2 separate regions of the Sus scrofa genome follow, and region 2 is linked to region 1. The links are chromatin contacts, called in public HiChIP or PLAC-seq maps. All regions are on one chromosome and are shown on one strand. The core of a region is the stretch at or near the end of the contact, and the rest is flanking DNA. Distances in the headings are between cores, read along the strand shown.

Region 1 (6,052 bases), core at 2,112-4,611:
TATAAACTGTTGAGTGCTATGCCTGTGGTGACTAAGTGATGGAAGCCCTGACCCATATTGCTGTTTCTTCTCCAACTTCCGCTCCCTCCCCAACCCCGTGCAACCTGGGGCTCCTCGAAGGTCCACAAAAATCTTGTCCACCTCTTGCCTTTGTCTTCCCGTCTCCCCTGGATCCTGAGTCAAGCTGGGCTGAGGGTGCTAGACTCAGACCTGTGGGACTTGGAAGCTGGGAAGAGAGGAATCCAGGAATGTTTCCAGTGCCTATCAGCTCCATGACCTTGAGAGAGTCATTGCTTCCTTATCTGCAGAATGGGCATGGCTGGTCCTGTTGCTTGGATGTCATGAGAAAGCCAGGGAGGTGATGGTGCTAGACACTGGCAGCTGCCCTGATGGTGCTTAAATGAGGCTGGGGGTTCTGGGGGGAGGAGCGGGGGCAGTTGGGTGGCACTGGGACCCTGGTCTGGGCCATGCCGGGTAGGAGCTAGCTGCAAGCCATCTCTGAGATGCTTGTTCAGCACTCTTTGGCCTGCATGCTTTCACTGACTTCAGGACGTGCAGTTGGACACAGCTCCCCCCCCCGCAACCCCCGCTTGTCTGCTGCTCAACAGAGAGACACCCCCACACTAGAGACACTGCCTTCTATCCTCTTAATTGGCCATTTTTATTACTTGGGTTATTTAAGAAGCTTCTTGGCTCGCTGCCGCCTATTTGCCGCCTGGGGGGAGGGGAAAGATGCTGGTCTAAGTGGACCTTGTGAAATTCCCCGGGGAGACAGGTTCCTCCCTGGGCAGGGTCGGGGCATCATTCCTGGGCCCTTAGGTACCCCCGGTTTGCCCTGGCCATAGTAGTAATAGGCAGAGGGCTGCCTAAGGGCAGGGTAGGGGTAGAGACTAAGATTGGAATAGGACTGGGGAAAAGATTGTTGCAAAGTCAGAACCCAGGAGCAGAGAGAGAGAGAGACCCTTGGAGGGCTGGGCCAGACCCTGGTGAGACCGTGTAGTGCCCCAAAGCCAGGGATTCTCCAAGATGACTGAGCCAGCTTAGGGCCAGTCAAGGAAGGCTTCCTGGAGGAGACATCAGCTGAGTTGTGTTTTGAAGGTCCAGTGAGAGTGGAAAAGAAGGAAGAAGGGTGCTGCAGGGAGAGAGAGCAGCTTGTGCAAAGGCCCGGGGGTGAAGTTGCCATGCTGGCGTGTTCCCCGTGCCTGGGCTGGAGTCTGGACACAGCCAAAGCTGGGCCCGCCTGCTCTGTCTTCTCCCCTGACCCCTGCAGCCTTCTTGGCTCTCTTGGTTGTTTTGCTGTCTCCCCTCCTCTCTCCTCTCCCTCTTTTCCTTTGTTCTTGTTTTGGGTTCCATTCCCCAGGGCTGGCTCCTTCATCCCTGTGCCCATCAGAGGCAGGGGAGGGCTGTGAGGCGCTGTCCGCCACCCCTCTGCCCAAGGCCTTGGTGGGAGGGTCTTTGCCGCTGGGGCTTTGTGAGGCCGTGTGTGCACGTGTCTGTGAGCGTGGGGCTGGGGGCCTCCGTCTGTCCCCTGTGGACTTGGAGCCCCAAGGGTCAGGGCCTCACCTCTGTCCACCCCAGACCCCTTTGTACATCACAGTGGGCAGTGGAGGAGGTGGCCTGGGGAGAGGGAGAGCACCGGGTTAGAGGTCAGTGCTGGTCATGGGGCCTCGGCTTCCCCAGCCCCCATCAAGGTTTGGGGCTATTGGGCAGGGGTGTGGGGCTGGGGGGTTGCTCACCTTCCCTGCCTGCCTGGCAGCCCTGCCTGCCCCTTCTCCCTCACACCTGCGACTTCCTCTTCCCCCCGGTTAGGCTCAGAGGGTTGGACGCTCTCTCTGAGGTCATTTAATCCATCCCCCTACTTCCAGGCGACATTATTTCCCTACCATCCCAGATGACTAGATGTGCCTGGTGTCTTTTGAAGACCTTCTGAGAGATTGTCGCTCACTGTTTTGTATTTTTCTCTCTGTCCCCGCTCATATGCCCATGACTTTTTTACAGATAAGAAAACTGAGGCCCAGAGAAGGAGAGCAGCTCCCTTGAGGTCACACAGCAGAGGAGGGGCTAGAACCCAGGTTCCCTAAACAGGGTTCCTGTGAAACCCTTGCACTAGGGGATCCTACTGGAGGCTGCTTGTCCTTTGAGGACGGGCTCGGATAACTCCGAGAGGCTAGAGAACTTGGAGTGAAAAGACCTTGGAACCTGTCAGGCAGAGCCCACATAGACCAAGGGCTGCCCCCTGGCCAGACATCCGGGTCCTCGGTGTTGCTCGTGAGGCTCTTGTGGCTACAAACGAGACATCTGAGGTTGCCTTGAGTTTGTCTCCTTGTAACAGGAGGCACTTCCCCAGTCTTTTTGCCTAGTGTTGAGGTTTTGGGGTGTTGACTGACTCACTGACCTACCGTCCCTGTCTGCCAGCTGTGGGCTCAGCTGCATCATTCTCTGTGCCTTGGTTTCCTTCTTGTATAAAATGGGCTGGCGAGATCCTCAAGGTTGGTGATGAGCCTGGTGCAGTGAGGCCCATTCCTGTCCCTTTTTCTCTGAGGTGAGCCCTGGACTAGGAGGTCTGAGAACTTTGCCCACAGTGAGGAGCTGGTGAACCACCAAGGCTGATGCCCTGGTCCTTACAAGGACCATGCTTCCCAAGTCCCCAGCCTGCGGCTGAGACCCGACAACCAGTACGTTTGGATGTGTCTACTGTTTTACATGGAAAGTCTACATTTGGATCTGTCTGCTGTTTTACATGGAGAGTCTCAATATTACATTGCAACTGGCTTGACACTTGCCTTTAAAGAAAATACCCTGAAAACATCAGGACTTATTCAAGCGGGAAAACTGAGGCCAGAGCTCTCTAGGCTACTAACAGACTCAAGAGTAACCTGATGGTGGGAGTTCCCATGGTGACTCAGCAGGTTAAAGACCTGACATTGTCTCTGTGAGGATGTGGGTGTGATCCTTGGCCTGGCTCGGTGGGTTAAGGGTCCAGTGTTGCTGCAAGATGCGGTGTAGGTCACAGATGTGGCTTGGATCCAGTGTTGTTGTGACTGTGGTGTAGGCCGGCAGCTGCATCACCGATTCAACCCCTAGCCTGGAAACGTCTATCCACTGCAGGTATGGCAGTTAAAAGAAAAAAAGGAAACAAAAACAAAACAAAACCGAAAAACCAGAAAAAAACCCTAATGCTGAGTTCAGGGGAGCCCCAACTCAAGGGTTTTTCCTTTCTGGGCCTTACGGCATGACACACCCACAGGAATTAAGAGGAAATTGTTCCTCTTCCTTGGTTGCATTGTTGGCTTGCAATCAGGGCCTTCACTGGGGCGGGACCTCTGATCCTCGAGTGAAGCTGCCTGAGTTCGTGTCCCCACCCCGGGCCTCAGCTCTCTCCTCTGTGACAGCGGGATGACCTTAGCTCACACGTGGTGGTGAACAACCAGTGAGATAGTGCTGAGTGCTAAGTGTGATGCCGGCCCCTGAGCCCTCTTGGCTCTGTTCCTTCTGTCCCAGCCCGGCCCTCCCCGGCTCCCAGGCCCCGTACAGTGGGAATGGCCTCTTCCCTTCTGCTTCCGGCTACAGAGTGGACTTTGTGATCAGAGCACTTCCTTTCCCCAGCAGAGCGGCCTGCATGCGGCCAAGGAGGAGGTCGGTCACATCCCCTCTTCTCCCCAGCAGATTGTCACCACGTGGTCACTGGTAGGGCTAGACCTAGCAGTCAAGGCTGTGGGCAGCACAGTGTGTCACCTGGAGCCTGTGGCCTTGGTGGAGGTGATCCTGAATGGGGGGTCTGCCCCGACCCTGCCTCCCAGGGGAGGGGCCCCGTCAGCGCCAGCATCCCTGCGAGGATACGGAGGCAGCCTCAAGAGGTCACATCCCTGGCCGAGGCCTCCCCACGAGGCAGAGCTGGGCTTTAAGCCTTCCAGTGTTCTTCCTACCACCCTCCCAGCCTCAGTCCTCCAGGCTGAGGAATGAGCTGCATATTCTTGGCCCTGGCCCTTGGGTGGAGATAGAGGGGTTCAAGTCCTCTCTTGCTCCTTAAGGCAGCTGTTCTTCCTTAAGGCCTTGGGAAGATGGCTTCTGGGTTCTTGTCCAGCCCACAGACTGTCTCTGTGAGCCCTTGTGGGTGAAGCGCTCTCTCCCAGGCCTTGGCAGAGAAGTGACGTCGAAGGCTGTCCTGGCGTTGTTTTTCCAGGGTGGACGTCAAGGGCAGCTGGTTTAGGGTTTCATCTCTGAGACAAAGGCTGCTTTGTAGCTTCTGCTCAGTTTAAGCCCAGACACATCATTCCCCAAGGTGGGAAACGAGGTGGAAGGGATTGCAGGGCCCGAGCAGAGAAGCCCTAGGAGGCTCGGCTCACCCTCAGCTCCACCAAGAAGGAAGCCAGGACCTCATAACCCCGTAACACTCTTCTCACCATTCCCTGAGCACATCTTGTGTATCTGATGCAGTTCAAGGCTTCACGGGTATGTTCTCCTGAACCTCACGACACTCTTGTAGGGAAGCTGTACAGATGAGGAAACCGAGTCTTGGCAAGTGAAATGACTTGCTTGTCATAGTCAGAAAGTAGCAGAGAAGGCATGTGAACTTGGGTCTTAAAAGATTTTCACTGGGTTCTACCACTGTCAAGTCTCATTTCAAACCTGGCTTTGGGATGGTGCTTCAGGAAGCACGAGTGCCCCGGGAAAAGACTGCAGCAGGCAAGTCTCACTGGGGATCCATAGCTTCTATTCTCAGGATTCAGAGTTAGGTCATGGTGCTTGGAGCATGTGTTGTGTATTTTAGTGTGTATATGTAGGTGTATGCACATCTATGTACAAGTTAGAAGAGGGAGCTGGATGTTGGAAGGTCTGTAGTCACGGGAAGGTGATTCCAAGGAGGCCTAATGGCAAGTGTAAGGAAGTCTCCCAGGTGACACCTAGGGCCTTCTGCTCTTCTTTTTCTGGAATTACTCCACTTGATCATTCATTCATCCATCCCTCTGTCCATCCAACCATCTCATCATCCATCCATCTACCCAACCACCCTTCCATCCATCCATCCATCTCCATCCATCTATCCATTCATTCATCCATCCATCCATCCCTCCACCCTTCCATCCATCCATCCATGCATCCACCTACCCATCCTTCCATCTGTCCATCCATCTATCCACCCGCCCATTCATCCTTTCATCCATCCTTCTATCCATCTACGCACCAACCCTTCCATCCATCCATCCTTCCATCCAACCATATATCATTTCTTCCAAGCACCCATTCCTCCATCTAGCCCTCCATCTATCATTTTTAGGACACTTGTGCTTGGCCCTATGCTTGGGCCCTGGAGATGATGTTACATGGATTGGAAAGGCAGACTCCTGAACCTAGGGAGCTTGCAAAATGACTCCTAAATCAGACCTAGAAGAGATGTTCAGTTTCTCCCCCTAACACACACTTTTCAGAGAGGTAGTGACTTGCTATAGGTTGCACAGCAAGTTGGAGACACACCTAGGACTCAGAGCCGTGTCTGTGGACTCCTGCCACATGTTTTTGCATCTCTGTCACGCTGACAAATGGCTGCACTCCTGGCTGGCAGCCCTCTCACCCAGCCCTTCCCTCCTTGCCTATTTTGATATGTTCTTAGGCTTTTCTAGAGTTTTCCACAGCCTCTGTCCTGAGAGACATCCAGAGATACTGGTTGGACCAGCGTGCAGGCCTCAGGCTGGAGCTGAGCCTGGCCGTGCTCTGCCCTGAGATGATACCACTGGCCACTTGGAATGCCAGGTTGGCTGGGCACCTGAGTGCAGAGACTCTGAAGCCCTGTTTTGCTGTGGACACCAGCTGGCTGTCCCCAGGGGTCTCCAGAGGTCATCTGTTCTTCCCTCCCTTTGCAAATCCCATTTAAAGATTTTACTGCCTTAGAAGGACATTCCAGAGCCCTCTCTTAGATGTGCCCCCTGGCATCCTCATAGCCTCTTCCATTGGTTAATGCTTCCCGGCCCTAGCCCGGATCCCATATGCTGCATTTCGCCTTGTTTAGCCTTCCGTGGAGTAGGGACTGGGTGGGCATCAGCGGCCTGGTGAA
Region 2 (6,052 bases), core at 2,658-5,157, 180 kb before region 1:
GTAAGGGGATAAAATGCAAATCTGGTCATGTCCTTCTCTTTTCTATAACCTTTTGCGAGTTTTCTATTATAACTTTTAGGTCAAAAACTTCTTTGTGGATCCACCTGTCTACTTAACTCTTGTTTCCTCACCTGCAGCACCCTGCATGCAGCCCTGCTGATCTCTGCGTTTCTCCTCATGTGGCTGTTACCTTCGTAGATGCTGTCCCTTCTGAAGTTCTTTCCTCTCCTCTGCATCCCATCTTTTCCCCAGCTCGTTATTCCTTGTCTTTCCTCAGGACCCAGTTCAGGCATTGGCTCCTTCCCCAACGCACACTTCCCTGCTGTCCAGTCTGGTCCAGGTAGCCTTTCCCTGGTCCCTGGGCTTGCGTGGAGTCCTTCCGTCCAGACTATCAGCAAAGACCATATGTTATTCCTCTCAACCCCCAGTTCGATGACACAGAAAGTCAGAAATCCTTCTCCACTACTATGTGTTCTCTTTTTTCCCTAATCTAATTTTTATGTAAGCAGAGTAAAAATCAATCCAGTGTCAAAAACCAGAGTGAAATGTGAGAACTTTAAAGAGCAGTGAGATCTGCTTCCACCATAACCTTTGCCTGTAATGAAATTGCCCCAGGAGCCGGGGGCCTTTGGGGGGTGTGTAAACTAAACTGTCAGTCCGTGATGGCTCCAGTTTTGAAAGGCACCACTTACCATCTCCAGCATAAGTGGTACCTAGTCGGCAGTAAGCTGGCCTCTTTTCTAACTCTGGCCACGGAAGCTTGTCAGTCACAGGTTTTTACACGAGTGTTCTTCTCCCAGGGCCACGCTGCTGATGTGTTTGAGGCCTACACTCAGCTCCTAACGGAGATGGTCCTGAGGCTGCCCTACCAAATCAAGAAGATCGCCGACACCAATTCTCGAATCCCACCTCCCGTTTTTGATCATTCGTGGTTTTACTTTCTCTCAGAGGTAAGTGAAGGTGCCAGTCGAGCAGAGGATCCGCCAGCTGTGACTGCCTTTGTGGCCGCCTTGTGCCCTGACCCTCGTGCGGTATTTCCCCAGCAGAGTCCCCCCACCATTTAGGTCTCGCCCTTCCGGAGAGTAGTGAGACCGTGGAAGATGGCCATCAAAGCAGGCCGTCCACTCTCGTCTCTGCTTCCGTACATTTAACTTCGCCCACACGTGGTCATAACGGACAAGTTTAGCAGTCCGGACTCTGTCTGGAAAACGGAAAAGTGTCCTAGTTAAAGTAACTGGGAGGTTTTAATATAGAGAATGGGTTAAACAGCTGTTGAAGAACCAAAAAGATAACAAGGGAATGTTGAGGTGACGCAGAGATAGTCACCGCAAGAAGCAGCTGCCAGCAGCCCCACGAATGGGGAGGAGAGGCCTGGGGGATCTGAGGAGGGGCTGCTGCAGCACCACCCCGAGGTCTCAGGGGCTGCAGGGTGCTTGGTTCTGCAGGTGTGAAAGGAGCTGATGGACAGGACCCCGTGCGCCGGGTTTGTCCTTGACTGAAGAAATGCTGGAGGCCGCCAGGGTGAAGGGCTGCTAGGACGGCAGGCAAACAGGGAGGAGCGAGTCCCTTTTCCTCTGGCCTTCTGGCGTCCCTCCCATGCTCCCGTTGGCAGACCCTCAGGGAACCCACTGCAGAGCAGCAGTTCATTTAGCGTAGCTCTGGACTGGACATCCCAGAACAGGGTGGGTTTGGAACTGAGAGAAGACAGTCTAATAACTCACACAGCAAGTGTGAGGTTAATGTTAGCAAACCCCAGATGACCTCTTCATGTTGTGGAGCTTCTGCCCACCTCTTTGACCTGGACCGGGGATTCTGAATCTCTTTCCCACAGAGTTTCACTCTGAGTGCGCCAGAGTGGAGGCCAGCTTCCCTGTAGATCCCTCAGTTCTTCACAGGGGTAGCAGGAATACCGCTCTTTCCCCCTTTTGGACATTTGTCTTTCTATGCCTTTCTTCTTGTCCCTCTAAGGGTTACTGAAGCTCACCAGGAGGTAGCCTGACTGTGAGGACATAGCTTGGTTTGTGTTCCTCACCAGTTTTTAATAATAGTTCATGAAAACCCAGAGGGCCACGGCTTGTGCATGTACAGTTCCAGAGTCATTGACACTTTGTGCTCTTTCTCCCTTCAAGTACCTGATGATCCAGCAAACCCCGTTTGTGCGCCGGCAAGTCCGCAAACTTCTGCTTTTCATCTGTGGGTCAAAGGAGAAGTACCGCCAGCTCCGGGATTTGCACACCCTGGACTCCCATGTGCGTGGGATCAAGAAGCTGCTGGAGGAGCAGGGGATATTCCTCCGGGCGAGCGTGGTCACGGCCAGCTCAGGCTCCGCCTTGCAGTATGACACGCTTATCAGCCTGGTACGGCCGGTGAGGGGCAGTCGGACAGGGAGAGGGTGTGTGCTGGGGCTCAACAAAGTAGGTAACAGGATGGAGCAGCACCCTCAGGGCTTGTCAGCGCTTAGAGAACATCTGGCCAGGGCCGAGGTCAGGGTCAGCCTGTGGTACCCGGCAGGGTGCTGTGCCGTGTGAACTTGCCTTCAGGGTCCAGGATCTCCCCTCTCTGATCCCGCCCCTGCCTGGCAGTGGTTCTTCCATTATGAGGAGCGGTGCTTGGGCTTCTTCCCAGTGTCATTTGCTCACATTACAGATGGGATCAACCTGAGATTTGTGCACCTCTCATTTTTGTCCTAAAATTATTTATCACCACCCGAGATAAATTGTTTGACTTTGGGGAGTGAATCGAATATATTGCATAAGAACATCTAGAAAGAACATCTTCGGGAGTTTCCATTGTGGCTCAGCGGAAATGAATCTGATTAGTATCCATGAAGATGCAGGTTCAGTCCCTGGCCTCCATCTGTGGGTTAAGGATCTAGTGTTTCCATGAGCTGTGGTGTGGGTCGCAGACACGGCTCAGATCCCGAGTTGCTGTGGCTGTGGCATAGGCCAGCGGCTATAGCTGCAATTTGACCCCTAGCCTGGGAACCTTTCTGTGCCAAGGGCACGGCCCTAAAAAGACAAAAAAAAAAAAAAAGAAAAAAACGAACGAACATCAACTCCTAATCCAGAGCACTTACCGTAGTGTTTTTAGCAAGAAAAAGAATAAACCTGGATTGTGGAGTTAGGTCATGGCCTACCTTGGCTGCTGCTTTATTGAGTGTTCTGAAGGATCCCTGAAAACAAAGGGCCTTTGGGTGGTGGGGCCTAGAAGATAGGAGGCTCAGTAAGCGCCGCAGAGTGTGGGCCTTGGTCCCAGGGTCACTAGGACACTGGGTCAGTCTTGTACAGACGACAAGTGTTTGTAACCCGAAGCCAACACTCAAGGCAGCAGGTGTGGGCAGTGTGGTGGGGTGACTTATTTCTGGTGACCTGTTTCCATTTCAGATGGAGCACCTGAAAGCGTGTGCAGAGATTGCTGCCCAGCGAACTGTCAACTGGCAGAAGTTCTGCATCAAGGACGACTGTAAGCAGTGGCTCTTCCTTTGGTTGCTGTTAGTCCTTCATTTCTTCGAGAACTATTCATTGAGGCCCACTCTATGCCAAGCACTAAACTGGGTGCTTAAGATAGAGCTTTGAGCAAGAGAGGCAGAACTCTGCCCAGCCAGGAAGAGAAGTAAAAACTTTAAAGGGTCCATAGACAAAACTTGGGGTGCTACAGTGAGGATCGTCTTGTTCAAATGAGTGGGTGCAGGTGCCCATCTCTGTAGTGATTGCAGTGCTCAGTCGGGTGTTTCCACAGAGGGTGTGAGTTCTCCTCTCGACAACGTCCAGCAGAGAACCTGGACAAGGAAGGTGGTGGGAGTGGGGTAGCCCCAGCGTGTGGAGAAGGCCTCCTAGTCGTGCGGGTGTGGGTATGGGTGGGTGTGTGCTGTCTGTGTCACAGTTGTCTCAGCGCCCCTGTCTCCTCTGCCCACAGCCGTCCTCTACTTCCTCCTCCAAGTCAGCTTCCTGGTGGACGAGGGCGTGTCTCCGGTGCTGCTGCAGCTGCTCTCCTGCGCTCTGTGTGGCAGCAAAGTGCTCGCCGCTCTGGCGGCCTCGCAGGCTCCTCCAGCGCCACCGCTGCCTCCTCAGCCCCTGTGGCTGCCAGTTCTGGACAGGCCGCAGCACAGTCAAAATCATCCACGAAGAAGAGCAAGAAAGAAGAAAAGGAGAAGGAGAAGGAGGGTACACGTCGTCTTCTTGTCTTGGTGATGAGGGTGTGGTGTTCTTGGGCAGCACACGGGTCATTCTAGTTGATGTATACTAGTGTATAATGTTGTGTTACTTTCACGTATACAGCAGAGTGATTCACTTTTGCATTTCTAGAGGTCTGGAGTAAATGTTGACTGTTCGAGGTAGCCAACTTTTGAAAAGAAATTCCTTCTCCACTGTCACTATGTTTGTTCACTGATAGGCTTGTGCAGGCACTTGATCCTGTGCTTTTTTGGTAGCTTTATGATGTTCAGTGTGACCTTTTGTCGTTTAGCAAACAACTAGAGGTTGTTTTCAGGTTGCAGCCGTTTCAGTGAAACTTTTAAGACATGGGCAGAATCCCTTGCCTGTCCACCTGAGCACTGGCTGTAGGCCCCTTGACTGCTTCTTCCTCTTCGTCAGCCCTCAGTCCTGCTCTGATGTTGCAGGTGAGAGCTCAGCCAGCCAAGAGGATCAGCTGTGCACAGCTCTGGTGAACCAGCTGAACAAATTTGCCGATAAGGAGACCTTGGTCCAGTTTCTGCGTTGCTTCCTCTTAGAGTCCAATTCTTCCTCGGTGCGCTGGCAGGCCCACTGCCTGACGTTGCATATCTACAGGTAGAGTCTGGGGCTTAGTTTTAGCAGGCTGCATGGGTCCAGGGTCTGGGACCAGAGTGGGTGAGGCGGTTCTGTCTTGGATTTATGTTGCTTCCTCAAGGTCATGTGTCGCTGTTTACACCAGTCTCAATCCTCTTGACCATCACAGATTTCTCCGTCAAGTTGTCTGCTTTTTAGCTATTAAACTGGTGTCGGAAGCAAGAGATGATCCATTTTCCTTTAAGAAGGCTATGTTTAGAAGTTCGTAAAATGACCAGGCTTGGCTCTTGAGGCTAACAAAGCTCAGTTCCTGCCACCGTTGGATGACGGGAGTAAACAGCATCCTGAGACAGGAAAGACCTGTGCTACTTCTGTTAGGGCTGATTGTCAGCTGAGCAGTAGAGCCATTTACACTTAACTCATGCTTGTGGGGAAGTAGATAGTATCTAAAACAGTGCCCGAGCCTTGGAGATAAATAAAGGAACTTCAGGATTTCCTACTCCTTATGATATGAACTGTCATTTATCTACAGAAACTCTAGCAAATCTCAACAGGAGCTTCTGCTAGACCTGATGTGGTCCATATGGCCAGAGCTCCCAGCCTATGGTCGTAAGGCTGCCCAGTTTGTGGACCTACTAGGATATTTCTCCTTGAAGACCCCACAGACAGAGAAGAAGGTAACCGATGAGGCTGACTGGCCTCACGTAACCTTTTTTCTCCTGAGTTAAGAACATTATGACCAGGGAGTTCCCGTCGTGGCTCAGGGGTTAACGAATCTGACTAGGAATGATGAGGTTGCGGGTTTGATCCCTGGCCTCGCTCAGTGGGTTAAGGACCCAGCGTTGCCATGAGCTGTGGTGTAGGTCGCAGACATGGATCGGATCCCACGTGGCTCTGGCTGTGGCTGTGGCTGTGGCTGGCGGCTGCAGCTCCGAATGGACCCCTAGCCTGGGAACCTCCATATGCTGCGGATGCTGCCCTAAAAAGACTTAAAAAAAAAAAAAAAAGAACATTATGACCAACCCACACAGGGTATGGGTATGGGTTTCACATATATATATATATATATATATATATGAAACCTCTTAAATATATATTAAGCGTTCCCAATGTGTATACCACCTAGGTAATATATACTAGCAAATAAGTACGATCTGAATTTGGCTTAGCCAACAGAAGTAGGTAAAGGGAGGAAGAAAATGCAACTGACTGAAGTTGCTTGGAAAAGAAAGTGCTCCTGGTTTTCCTAGCAGGCAGTCCTGATCACATATCCAAAGGTGTTTCTG

Evidence for each region. HiChIP or PLAC-seq counts read pairs in DNA pulled down with a chosen protein or histone mark.
Region 2: an H3K27ac HiChIP or PLAC-seq map of alveolar macrophages shows a contact between it and region 1. The contact joins two enhancer-like sites.

The regions. Positions count from the first base shown.
Region 1 is chr6:77,439,635-77,445,686 of Sscrofa11.1, reverse strand. The region is part of intron 1 of IFFO2 (intermediate filament family orphan 2); the gene reads left to right. Among named protein-coding and RNA genes, the nearest start is that of IFFO2, 16 kb to the left of the region's middle. Within about 2 kb of position 3,361, at least 20 of the 83 cell types and tissues checked have an H3K27ac peak or open chromatin away from gene starts, as enhancers often do. A contact at or near this core is called in alveolar macrophages, where this site is marked.
Region 2 is chr6:77,617,891-77,623,942 of Sscrofa11.1, reverse strand. It overlaps UBR4 (E3 ubiquitin-protein ligase UBR4), which reads left to right. Exons shown (of 108, transcript XM_021095464.1): 65 at 801-950; 66 at 2,130-2,357; 67 at 3,384-3,462; 68 at 3,916-4,035; 69 at 4,038-4,163; 70 at 4,619-4,787; 71 at 5,299-5,443. Among named protein-coding and RNA genes, the nearest start is that of UBR4, 87 kb to the left of the region's middle. Within about 2 kb of position 3,907, at least 2 of the 83 cell types and tissues checked have an H3K27ac peak or open chromatin away from gene starts, as enhancers often do. A contact at or near this core is called in alveolar macrophages, where this site is marked.